Regions from separate parts of the Mus musculus genome. Here region 2 is linked to region 1. Evidence: chromatin contacts called from public Hi-C data. All regions are on one chromosome and are shown on one strand. The core of a region is the stretch at or near the end of the contact, and the rest is flanking DNA. Distances in the headings are between cores, read along the strand shown. Region 1 holds the start of Lsamp (limbic system-associated membrane protein). Region 2 overlaps Lsamp (limbic system-associated membrane protein).

What was found. Hi-C and Micro-C count contacts between places; a contact is called where the count stands out from the background.
Region 2: a Hi-C map of uterus shows a contact between it and region 1, with 2.9 times the contacts expected there. The contact joins the enhancer-like site here to the promoter of Lsamp in region 1. A contact is called at or near these places in 1 of 39 promoter capture datasets (cranial neural crest), 5 of 484 Hi-C or Micro-C datasets (cortical neurons and uterus) and 7 of 115 datasets of contacts at active chromatin or transcription factors (VIP interneurons, astrocytes, embryonic forebrain and 4 more).

What each region holds. Positions count from the first base shown.
Region 1 is chr16:41,530,675-41,535,885 of GRCm38.p6, forward strand. Lsamp (limbic system-associated membrane protein) reads left to right here and starts at 2,152. Exons shown (of 7, transcript NM_001347236.1): 1 at 2,152-2,857. The coding sequence starts at 2,703.
Region 2 is chr16:41,775,315-41,780,525 of GRCm38.p6, forward strand. The region is part of intron 1 of Lsamp (limbic system-associated membrane protein); the gene reads left to right. Among named protein-coding and RNA genes, the nearest start is that of Gm46551, 73 kb to the right of the region's middle. Within about 2 kb of position 2,462, at least 5 of the 459 cell types and tissues checked have an H3K27ac peak or open chromatin away from gene starts, as enhancers often do. A contact at or near this core is called in uterus, where this site is marked.

The DNA.
Region 1 (5,211 bases), core at 902-3,401:
GACTCAACTAACCACTTTATCTAGCCATCTCTTCACTGATAAAATGAGCTCAAAATTTCAACAGCCGTGTCCCGAGCCAGCCATGGCTCATTCCTGCTTTCTAAGACTGCTCATCACCACTGACAAAGCCCATCTTGATTTAGGTGAAATGAACTCACAGTGAAAATAAAAGTCATTGACTTTATAAACCTTGACTTGGGACAATTCAGATTCCAATACTTTAAAGTATTTTCTCCCATAATCTGTAGGAAGTCATCTACCTCTAAACTAATAAAATACTGTCCAAAAATCCTTTAAATATTCTGGGGGACAAGGCAAATACCATCTGTGAGTGACTCCTTAGGGCTTGAGTTCTGTTGGGGTTTCACAGCTTATTCCTCTTGCTATGATTTTTTTGGTTGCACGTGTCTGTAGCTAACCATGTGGCCTGGTTGGCTTCCTCAGCTTCACTCAATCTTAGCTATGCTGGGGAAGAGAGAGTCTTAACTGAGAAAACGGTTCCATAAATGTGTCCTGTAGGCAAGTCTATGGGGCATTTTCTGTTTTAATTATTGGGGGCGGGAGGTTCCATACTACTGGCAGGAGAAACACCTGGGCAAGATGGTCCTGGGTTGTTTAAGAAAACAGGCTGATCAAGCCACAAGGGGCTTTTATTCCTGCCTCCAGATTCTTGCCTTGAGTTCCTGTCTGGCTTCTTTGATGGTAGACTGTGATGTAGAAGGGTAAGCCAGCAAAGCTGTCCGTCCTCACCATGCTGTGTTTGGCCAGGATGTTTTATCACATTTACTAAGATACAAGGTACAGCTGCCCTTGTCAAATTTCCTTGCTATCACAGAGGAAACAGGTGAAATTCCAAAGCTCTGCTGGTACCAAGAAGTCAAAAGGAAACCAAGGGTAATTGCTTATTCTTGGGGTCTGAGGGTGATTTGCTTGCTCAAACCTGGAAACTACATATCTGTTCCTACCCCCTGCCTCTTTCACATACAACCTCGAACCTGGAAGGATTTGCTGTCTCTTGATTGGGGAAATGAGTCTTGCAATGTCAGTTGTGTAAAGCTGACTATAATTTGTTTTGTAGACTTTATAACACTGTCTCTTGTACTCTGTGAGTGTTGAGAGAGGGAGGATATTCGGGAGAGAAGAGATGTCTTCAGCTGATCCCGTCTCCAGCCTCAGGGCTGAGGGAGCTGCCTGGCATTGAAACTCTCCCTTGAGTGACTATGGTGGGTTTACTCCTTACAGACAGCACTGGCTAGGTTGGGTAGCTGTGTAGGAGTGACAAGTGCTAATTCCTTACACCTGTTTGGCATCTGCATTCAGTATAGTGCTATCTATAGACTTAGATCTCCTTGTAAATGACAAATGTTCAGATCTACTTCCTTGTATCGCTGGGTTTCTTGAGAAGCCAGTGGCATTAGAAACCTGGCGAGCTAGCTGCAATGGACCATGTGAATGATAATCCCGAATCCCATCCCTCAGGTGTCTGCCTGTGGGTTTCCTGGAGAGTGAGGTTGATATGGGGATCAAGGTTCAGCTGCTTTGGCTGGCACTTGGGAAAGACAAGACAAGCATTCACACCCCGAGCCACTCAATGCCAGCATTGTCTCCAATCCATCTTTCATAAGGGGCTTGGAGGGGGTGGCGGGGGAGGAGGATGAAGAGGGGAGAGAAAATAAACCTTTTAAATACTTCAGGAGAGGAGAAAGGGTGAATACCATGCGAGTGTGGAAAGCCATTTGCCAGGACTTTGAAACCAACCTTGGCTTTCAGTTTGAGACTCAGCCTGGCTAGTTTCTTCATCCTTTCTCATTTTTCTGGTCCATTCTGCAGTATGCCTTCCTATCCATGTGTATGTAACTCCATTTGTCAAGGTTTGCATTTCTTTCTTGCCATGCCTTCCCTCTCCTTTCCTGGACCCTTTCTCCTGTCCTTTTACAGCTTAAGTCCACCTCCCCTTCCCTGTCTTAACAGTACCTCTGAGCCCCATCCCCTCTTCTTAAGGAAATCAGCCAGGCCTCAGATGGAGCTGTTGTCCTGACAACCCAAAGGCGCATCAGGCTTTCATTGAGGCTGGCTGCTGGTGAAGAGGGCAGTTGTGCAAAGCAAGGGGCCACGCTGAGGGGTGGGAGGAGGGGATGACGTGGTGGGGCTGTTGAAAACCAGCAGGGTAGGGGGGAGGTGCTGAGTAGAGAGAGAACAGGGACTGGAGGGAGAAACAAGAAAGAGGAGGGGGAGAGAGCTCCTGGGTTGCTGCCGCTACTGCTGCTGCTGCTGCAAGAGGCTGTTTCTTTACTCTCCCTGGCAGGCTCTCCTGCTGCCTGGGAAAGTGGGTTACAGAGGGAAGCAGCTCAGCCCAGACGCTGGCAGAGAAGCAGCCAGCTACAGAGAGTCTAAGGAAGCACCCCTGCCATTGACAGTCGCCTCCTCATCATTAAAGCATTTTATATTTGCACTCTTCCTTCGGAAAATTTGTTCCTCCACTTTCTCCCCGACTCCTGCTTGGATTTGATGAGGGCTTTGTTAAATCCCAGAGGGAAAAGAGACTAAGCGAGGGAAAGAGCAAGGCAAAGTGGAAGGGAGTGCGCGCTGGACCCGCCCGAGCAGCCTTGGCAGTGGCTGCGAGCCCCGCGCGCTAGAGCCCCTCTCCGTGGCCAGCAGCGCGCACACGCGAGTCCACCGCGGACCAACTCGCCGAGGCCACCATGGTCGGGAGAGTTCAGCCCGATCGGAAACAGTTGCCGCTGGTCCTACTGAGACTGCTCTGCCTTCTTCCCACAGGACTGCCCGTTCGCAGCGTGGATTTTAACCGAGGCACGGACAACATCACCGTGAGACAGGGGGACACGGCCATCCTCAGGTAGGGCTTGCGAGCAACTTTTCTGGTGTGTGTGTGTGTGTGTGTGTGTGTGTGTGTGTGTGTGTGTGTGTGTAATAGTGAACTCCAGCTGCCCTGGGTTAGTGGGCGTGTGTGTGTGTGTGTGTGTGTGTGTGTGTCCCTTGTATCGACTTGAAGATTTAGCCAGGAACAAAATTTAAGGGAGTCTGGTCCCTGTCAAGAGCCAAGGGTGCTTTTGGAATGTTGTTCCGTTCTTTGAATGTTGTTTTCTCTAGTCAAGAAAGCCGAACTTTATCTATGGCATTAGTGGCATTGGGCTGTATTCATGCTGTGGTAATTGCTCACGCTTGGCACTTAGACTTTTGTTGAGATTCTTCTATTCAGACACAAGAGTTGTTGAGTTATGGCTTTCAAAACGTGGTACGCAAGGCTGCATTCTCTTGTTCGTGTGTGTGTGTGTGTGTGTGTGTGTGTGTGTGTGTGTGTGTGTGTTGCTCAGCAAGGCTCAGTCTGCCCTAGCAGTAGTTCTGATAGAAGACTTTCTGTAAAGATCTCTGAATTGACATCATAGGCAATAAATCAATCTTACAACTTTGGATGATTACTGAGGCTTTTTGGGAATGTGGACAGAAATCAACACGAGAATGAGAGAACGGAAGGAAAGGATCCAGCCTAATGGCAGGCCGTTAAGAATAGAAAACTTAAACAGAGGAGGAGAAGGCATTAACCTGATATTACATTAGATACTACAAATTGATCATTGAGTTCAAAGTCTTATGCTTATGCAGCTCTGCCAAGCTCCGCAATATAATTTGGGATGGAAATTTGGAAAAGCTTCCCAAGTCCTTGAGAGTTTGACCCTCCTAAGGTAGAGAGACTTGGATGATACCTTGTCATTACTACATTTCCTTAAAGCTCAAAGCTTCTTTCCTCTATTTCCCTTCTCCTCTCTCCCTTCCCAGCTTTATTCGACTCTCAGGCAGATAATAATAGAAAAAGAGGAGAAAAGGAGAAAGTATTTTCCTAGGAGATCTTTTAAAATCCCATTTCTTCCAAATATAATGACCCAGTGTTGGTCTGTCTATCTAGGTAATATTGCTGGCTGGGGCAATAAAAAACAGTATGCCATAGAAAATCAACCTCTAATCTGTGTGCAAGGAGCTGATAGTGCATAAACCCCGGGGCATCAGGGAGCAGTTCTGTGGCAGAGCTGCCTACAGCAGCAAAGTTTTCTTTTCTTTTCTCAGAAATAAATTTGGTTGGCTGTCACAGAATGTCCTGCTTTGGGATCCCTTTAGCCTTGTTAGAGATGAAATCGTGTGTGGTGTGATATGGCATGTTTTAGGGGTGTGTGTGTGTGTGTGTGTGTGTGTGTGTGTGTGTTTTATGTACAGGTACATGTGTTGTTCCAGAGGGCAAAAGAGTGAGCACATGATAGTGTGTGTGAGTACTTCTTTCTTCATTTCCTGGGCTTTGAGTGATTATGAATCCCAAATACCCTCCTAACCAGAGCGGACTTCCCCTTGTAGCTCCCTAGCTTTGTAAACCTGCATTTGTGATTTATCCACACGGGGTAATAAGATTTATAGAGTAATTTATCTGTTTGCAAAGGGATTTGGACATAATGCAGAAAATATTTTTGCAAACACACAAGCATGCCTTCTCAGCTGCTGACATTCGTATTCCCTAACATCCTTAACCCTTTACTAGCAGCAGAGCTCTACGTTTATGCTTGCCCTAGAAGTGACTTGTTTCCCAAGATTGCAAGATTAAAGGTGAGAAATGGGTCTACTCTGAATGTATAAAACTTTTTGATTTAAATTTTTGAAGAGTTCCTGATGTCTTTGTAAATGAGCAGCACAGGATCCTAAGGTACAGTCAGAGAAACATGGACGTGTTAATGAGCAGAATAAATGGATGCTGGCACTTCCATGTAGGGAACACATAGATGTCTACATCTAGAAGAGGCATTCTCATTACAAAAAGATCTGTACGGTATGGATATGTGTTTGCATGATGATTGCGCAAAGAATTTGGAATTTTGTTTTGTTTTTAATTATCACAGTTTTTCAGATATTACAATGTAGAAATGGAGTCTGAGGAAAGGGAACAAATCCAACACCAGTTATTCCCAGGGAGAAGGAAGACAGATAAACAACATGCAAATAAGTCACCTATGGGAATCCATTGCTTCTCCAGACCTCACCTAACATGCCCTCCTTTTTATTTTCTCTGACTGAGACGAGGCTTTATTTTTGAGGTTGGTGGAGCTCTATCAGAAGTAACTATAGAGTGAGTTACTTTTGTTTTCTTAGCTGACCTTCTCCTCAGGCTCTTTAACTGGATCCAGTCTGCTTTGTGGGTCAGTTTTCTGG
Region 2 (5,211 bases), core at 1,212-3,711, 240 kb after region 1:
TTAGGATTGGCATTTGGCTCGAGGTCATCAGAAATTGCTGGCCAAACAGTACCCGATATTTAGAAGAAACCCTTAGGCTGGCCTTTAGCTTCCCTTTCTCTTTAACAGACCACTTGGAAAGTGCACATGGAATGGCCCTAAGTCGAGGACAAGAGCAGAGTCAGTGCAATGCAATGGATGTTTACAGAAATTAAAAGATAGAGCAAAGAATCCATCCAGACAAAGTCTACATGTTCCAAAGAGGATAAGAGATGTTGAATAAAAGATTGCCTCATAGTGGGTGGTGGAGGGAAAAATACTCATAAAAGAAACAAAAACTAAAGGGGAAACAAGGTTAGACCAAGCTTTATCCAGAATCAGCACAAGCTTTACCAGTTGATGACACATACAAAGATAGAGCTCTAAACAGGAAACAGATTCCAATTACTTTTTATTTTCTGAGTTTTTCTCCTCCCTGCATAGTTTTCATTTTTTAAAAATATTTTTTCCTAAGCTTCAAATAACTCAAATAAAAATCCCTTGAAATGAAAATGATAATCTAATACTTTATTGGAAATAAATAAAATCAATATGTTCCTTACTCCCGATCTACTTGAAACAGAATACTCAAATGTTTCCATCTGATTGCTGGTAAATTTGCATGAAATGATGGGTTTAGTAGAATTCTCATCAAGTCAATTGTTGTCAATAAATATATATTAGGCACTCTGTTAGACTCTGCATATAAAAAGATGATAGGATAATTAATACTGTTTACAGAGGACTCACCAGAGGCTAGTTGCTATACGATGAAGCTTAAAGCTCATATTGTCAATATAAGCATCGAAATTGTTCCCCTTGAGCAATTTTTAGTGATCTCAGTCAAAGTTGTAACAGGACTTTTGACTACACTGTAGGTTCTTTTTCTTCTATCCTTCTCCATCCCTTTACTTCTTCCCTTTCAACTCCCTAACGCTCAGTAGGAGAGACAAGGATCCACAGGCAAGGGGCAACCCTTCATTAGTCTACTTCCCTCCGATTAGGGCTGGTAAGTTCCTTGGGGCAAGTTTGATCTTTGCTTTCAGGATATCTAATTTCTTCTTTTTGTCCCTTTACACACGACTACTTGACAAACTGCTTGACAAACTGCAACCAGTCAATCAGCACCTTCCATCAGGGTTCTAGCATGTCTATATCCTCTGAAAAATATCCCGGATTCCAAAGGTCACACAATTGCAGAAACTCTCTGCAGTGGGTAAAACCATGTGTCTACTAGAGCATGAGGCAAACTGTCCTCAGCTGCTGTGCACAACAGGAAGTTGCCCTGTATCCCACCTCTGGGCTTAAAATAAAACACCATCTTATAACCGTTCTCTGTTTTTAAAGAAACCAAATTTCTCACTATAAAATTCTTACCAAAATTTAGCCAAAGATCCCTAGATATGAAAAAAGCATAACTGAAGAATCCTGGCAGTCCTTGGAATGTCTTTTTGAGGTGGTGGGGAAAGATCTGATATTCACGGTTCTATTATGTTCCAAATCTTAAATACTTCTTGGCTCCACTATTCATAATGACTGACATTATTTTATATTCTTACTATTACAGCGGACCTCAAAATTTAACGCACATAAGATAATAGAGTGTGTTTCTTCAAAACAACCTCCCAGAGATTCCAATTAATCAGATCTAGATTAGGGCAGCTGCCTGAGTGATTCTGACACAATTCATCTATAAAACTACTTTGAGAAACAGTGCCTTAAGCAGGAGTTCTCCGTCAAATGATCAAGTTTTCTTCATTTTAAAGAGATTCATGTAGTTTATTTTGATTGTATCTTCCCCTCCCCAAGTTCATACTTAAAACTGCCCCTCATCCAATTCCATGTTTTTTCTCAAAACAATAAAGTAACAAACTTTTGTTACTTCTTCTCTTTCAACTCCCTATTTTCCTAAAACCCACCTATTTTTCTAAAATGTCTTCCTTCTAGAGTATTTTTCAAAGCTCATTAATTTATTTTGGAGATTCCATCTTCTCTGAGAAATAAATAAGCACCATAACATGGTGCATTATTTCAACCATCTTCCTGTGTGTGTGTGTGTGTGTGTGTGTGTGTGTGTGTTTTTTTAGCTCCTTGTTCATATTCCAGATGGGAGTTATTCTGGTAAATTAGATGCAGATGTTGTTGTATTGTCACATTGATTTTGGAAGAAATTTAATAAAACTATTTAGAGACAGTAGATTGTATGTACTGGCTACTTAATCTAATTATATTTGTGGTATATTGATTAATATTAATGTAACAAATGTTTAGCCACCAATACTAAAGTGGATTTAAATGCTAAAATCTCTCATAAAAGAAAGAGAAAACTCAGATTTTTTTTTAAGTAAATGGAATTAAACAGAAACAATTTACTAAGCAGGCTATTTTAGGAAGTCTGTCCTGTCAAGAGTGCATGGAGGCAAATCAGTGATAAGCTTCAGCTGGAGAGGCCATGGGAGGGGCCAGGCTGGTTGGAGCAAGGCAACCATCTAATACATCATGTGCTTAGGACAGAGACAGAGATCAGCTGAGAAAACGCCAGATCAATACACTAGCCCATGTTGACAGCTCCCTAAACTTAAGGAAGTGCTTCTCCTTGAGTGAATCTAGATTGGGGTGGAGAATCTGGGAGAGAAACCTGTTGCAGTGTGCTTGGCTAGGATATGGAAGGGACTCCAAGGAAGGAGGCGTGGCCTGAAGGAGGCGTGGCCTTAGAGAAATGCGTCAAGAATCTGAGGTACATATTCTCTCAGATCAATTTAAGATTTCCCTAAGCTAATTTAATTCTGAGAACCAAGTCCTCTGGTAATCTTAACATTTTCATCACTCCAAACCTCTATTTTTAAGAATAGCAATAGTTTTGAAACCTATGGTGAGGACTAGGGAGGATGAGGCCATTTAAGAATGTCCTTCATTAGCACTGCATTTTGGGATTCAAAGGGGAAATGGGTAAAAATAGCTCTTCTCTGTTTGTCTCTTCCACAACCCACAATCATACAAGGCTTTTCTCTGCATTTCTTTCTAGGTCTCGTGTCTAGCCAGCAATATTGGGAGTATTGCTATCTCCCAGTTTATGCAGAGTGATCTTCTAGTCAGTCGCAATGAGTATTACTTTCTTAGCCCTGACATCTCTTCCTTCCACCACTTGTACCTATGGCACTATGCTTTACCTAGGTTTTCTTTGTCTTCTTGTTTTAACTCCTTAAGTTTTAGAACAATCTCTTCCAATTAATCCTGTCTCTGGTGGCAAAAGGCTAGATTCTGTCTAAAACTGCATGATTTAGCAATTATTAAACAGAACTGGGATTGAACAGGGCGATGAAGAGAACAGGGTACCAGTATCAGAAAGCCAGTGGGGCCATGGCACTTGATTTAGCTTCTAGGCTACATTCACCCCATTACTGTGTTTGCTTAGATGGTAGGCGACCAACACTGAGGAGGGTTGGGTATCTTTTCGTATATTCTGGGGACAAGCTTTCCAGTTTTCTCCAGCTTCTGTTTTCAATATTAACTTGAATGAGTCCCAAAATGCAATCGAGTCAAATTGTTATCTACTACAGTAGCTGGCTTACAAGTGGACACTGTATTTTTGCTTGTTTGTAAATATAGCTTTGTTACAAAATTCATCAAGTCTTTAGGTTGTCAGCACTTAATTTGAATCTAAGAAATTATAAAACAACAACAAACCTACTGCCATATTTTTTTTCTAAAATAAATGATTTACTAAGTATGTCCACCTGGAATGAAGGCAGAGATTTATGCATCATTTTTGCTGTGCCAAGTAATTCCACAGACAGGAACTTTGAAAAAAAAAAGCCTCCCAAAGTTCAAATTATCTGGCTACCTGGGAAACAAAAAAAAGAGACTGAGACAGTCAAGAACTATTTTATCTTTTTTTTTTCTTTAATTTGAGACGCAGAAGACTATCTCACTGTCTCTTTTTAACCTTGAGAAAAACTAATAATTGCAAATTCAGAACTCTTTTTAAAAAATCTGAGAAACGTGCCTATTTACCTTACAATTTTAGGGAGAACTTAATAAGTTGATATGTGCAAAAGCACTTCTTAAACAATGAAACACTATAGGACCAGAGGTTATTACCACCCTAGTCCTCATTTTTAATTGCATAACAAATTCTTCATCTGTCATATGATTGCTCTATCACACTGCAGTGGTTAGCATATCACAGAAAAGTTATCTAATTAAATGGTAGCTGAAACACCTCTGGTACCAGTGTAATCCAATTACATTTACCAAGTAAAAGAAATTAGCCTGGCAATTTACTCTTCAGCCTGGACAGTTCCCTGTTCCTCAGCCAGTCTTGCAGAGCTGACAAGGTCTTCAGAGATCATTTCTTCCAATACCCAGATTGTTTTATAAGAAAAATCACTGGAAGCCAGGAGAAGATGGTGTAACACTACCACTGAGGGCATACCAGAAAGGAATCAGAGAACTTCACAAACTATCCATTTGCCTACATTAACAAACTTATCTCCCCCGAGTCCTTTCCTCAATTTCCTGTCCTTCTAGGTGTCAGTGTCATTTAATAAAAAATATTTTCATAGGACTTCATTTCTTCCAACTCAGTCTCGCTAATCTCATTCCCCTAACCCTATGAGAGACAACAGGAGCAGGGAGTGGGTGAGAAATGGAAAACCTAAGTAAGAGAGGAAAGAAAGGAAAGGGTGGCTTGCTAAATGATCAGGTAGAGAGATGCAGGGATGGCTTCTGATAAACCTGCTTGTGTTCGGCTTCTATTCAAGTCTTATTTTACTCTGGTGTCACAGCATGAAGTGGTCCTCAAGCCACCTCTTAGGAATAGGAACTATTAAGGATGCCCTTGTCTGCTCTTGTTTGCCTCCTGAATCGCTGGATTCATTTTCAGCACAATGACATGTGCTCACATGGATTTAATAATCAGCAGGACATAATAATGTTTTATTTACAAAATTAGTACATTGCTATTAATAGAAAAAATGTAAACACATAGACGATTTCTTTGTGTCCTGTTGTCTTATTGCTCTTGCTTATAGTTCTGAAATTAGAGTGATATTTTTGTCCTTAAAATAAGAGATGGAGTAAGTGAAGCCTTTGTCTATTAAGTAATTGACTGGCAATCATATATCAGATTAATAATGTCTATGGAAGTGATACAGAAGTCGAAACTAGTCCTTGATCCCAATAATAAGGATA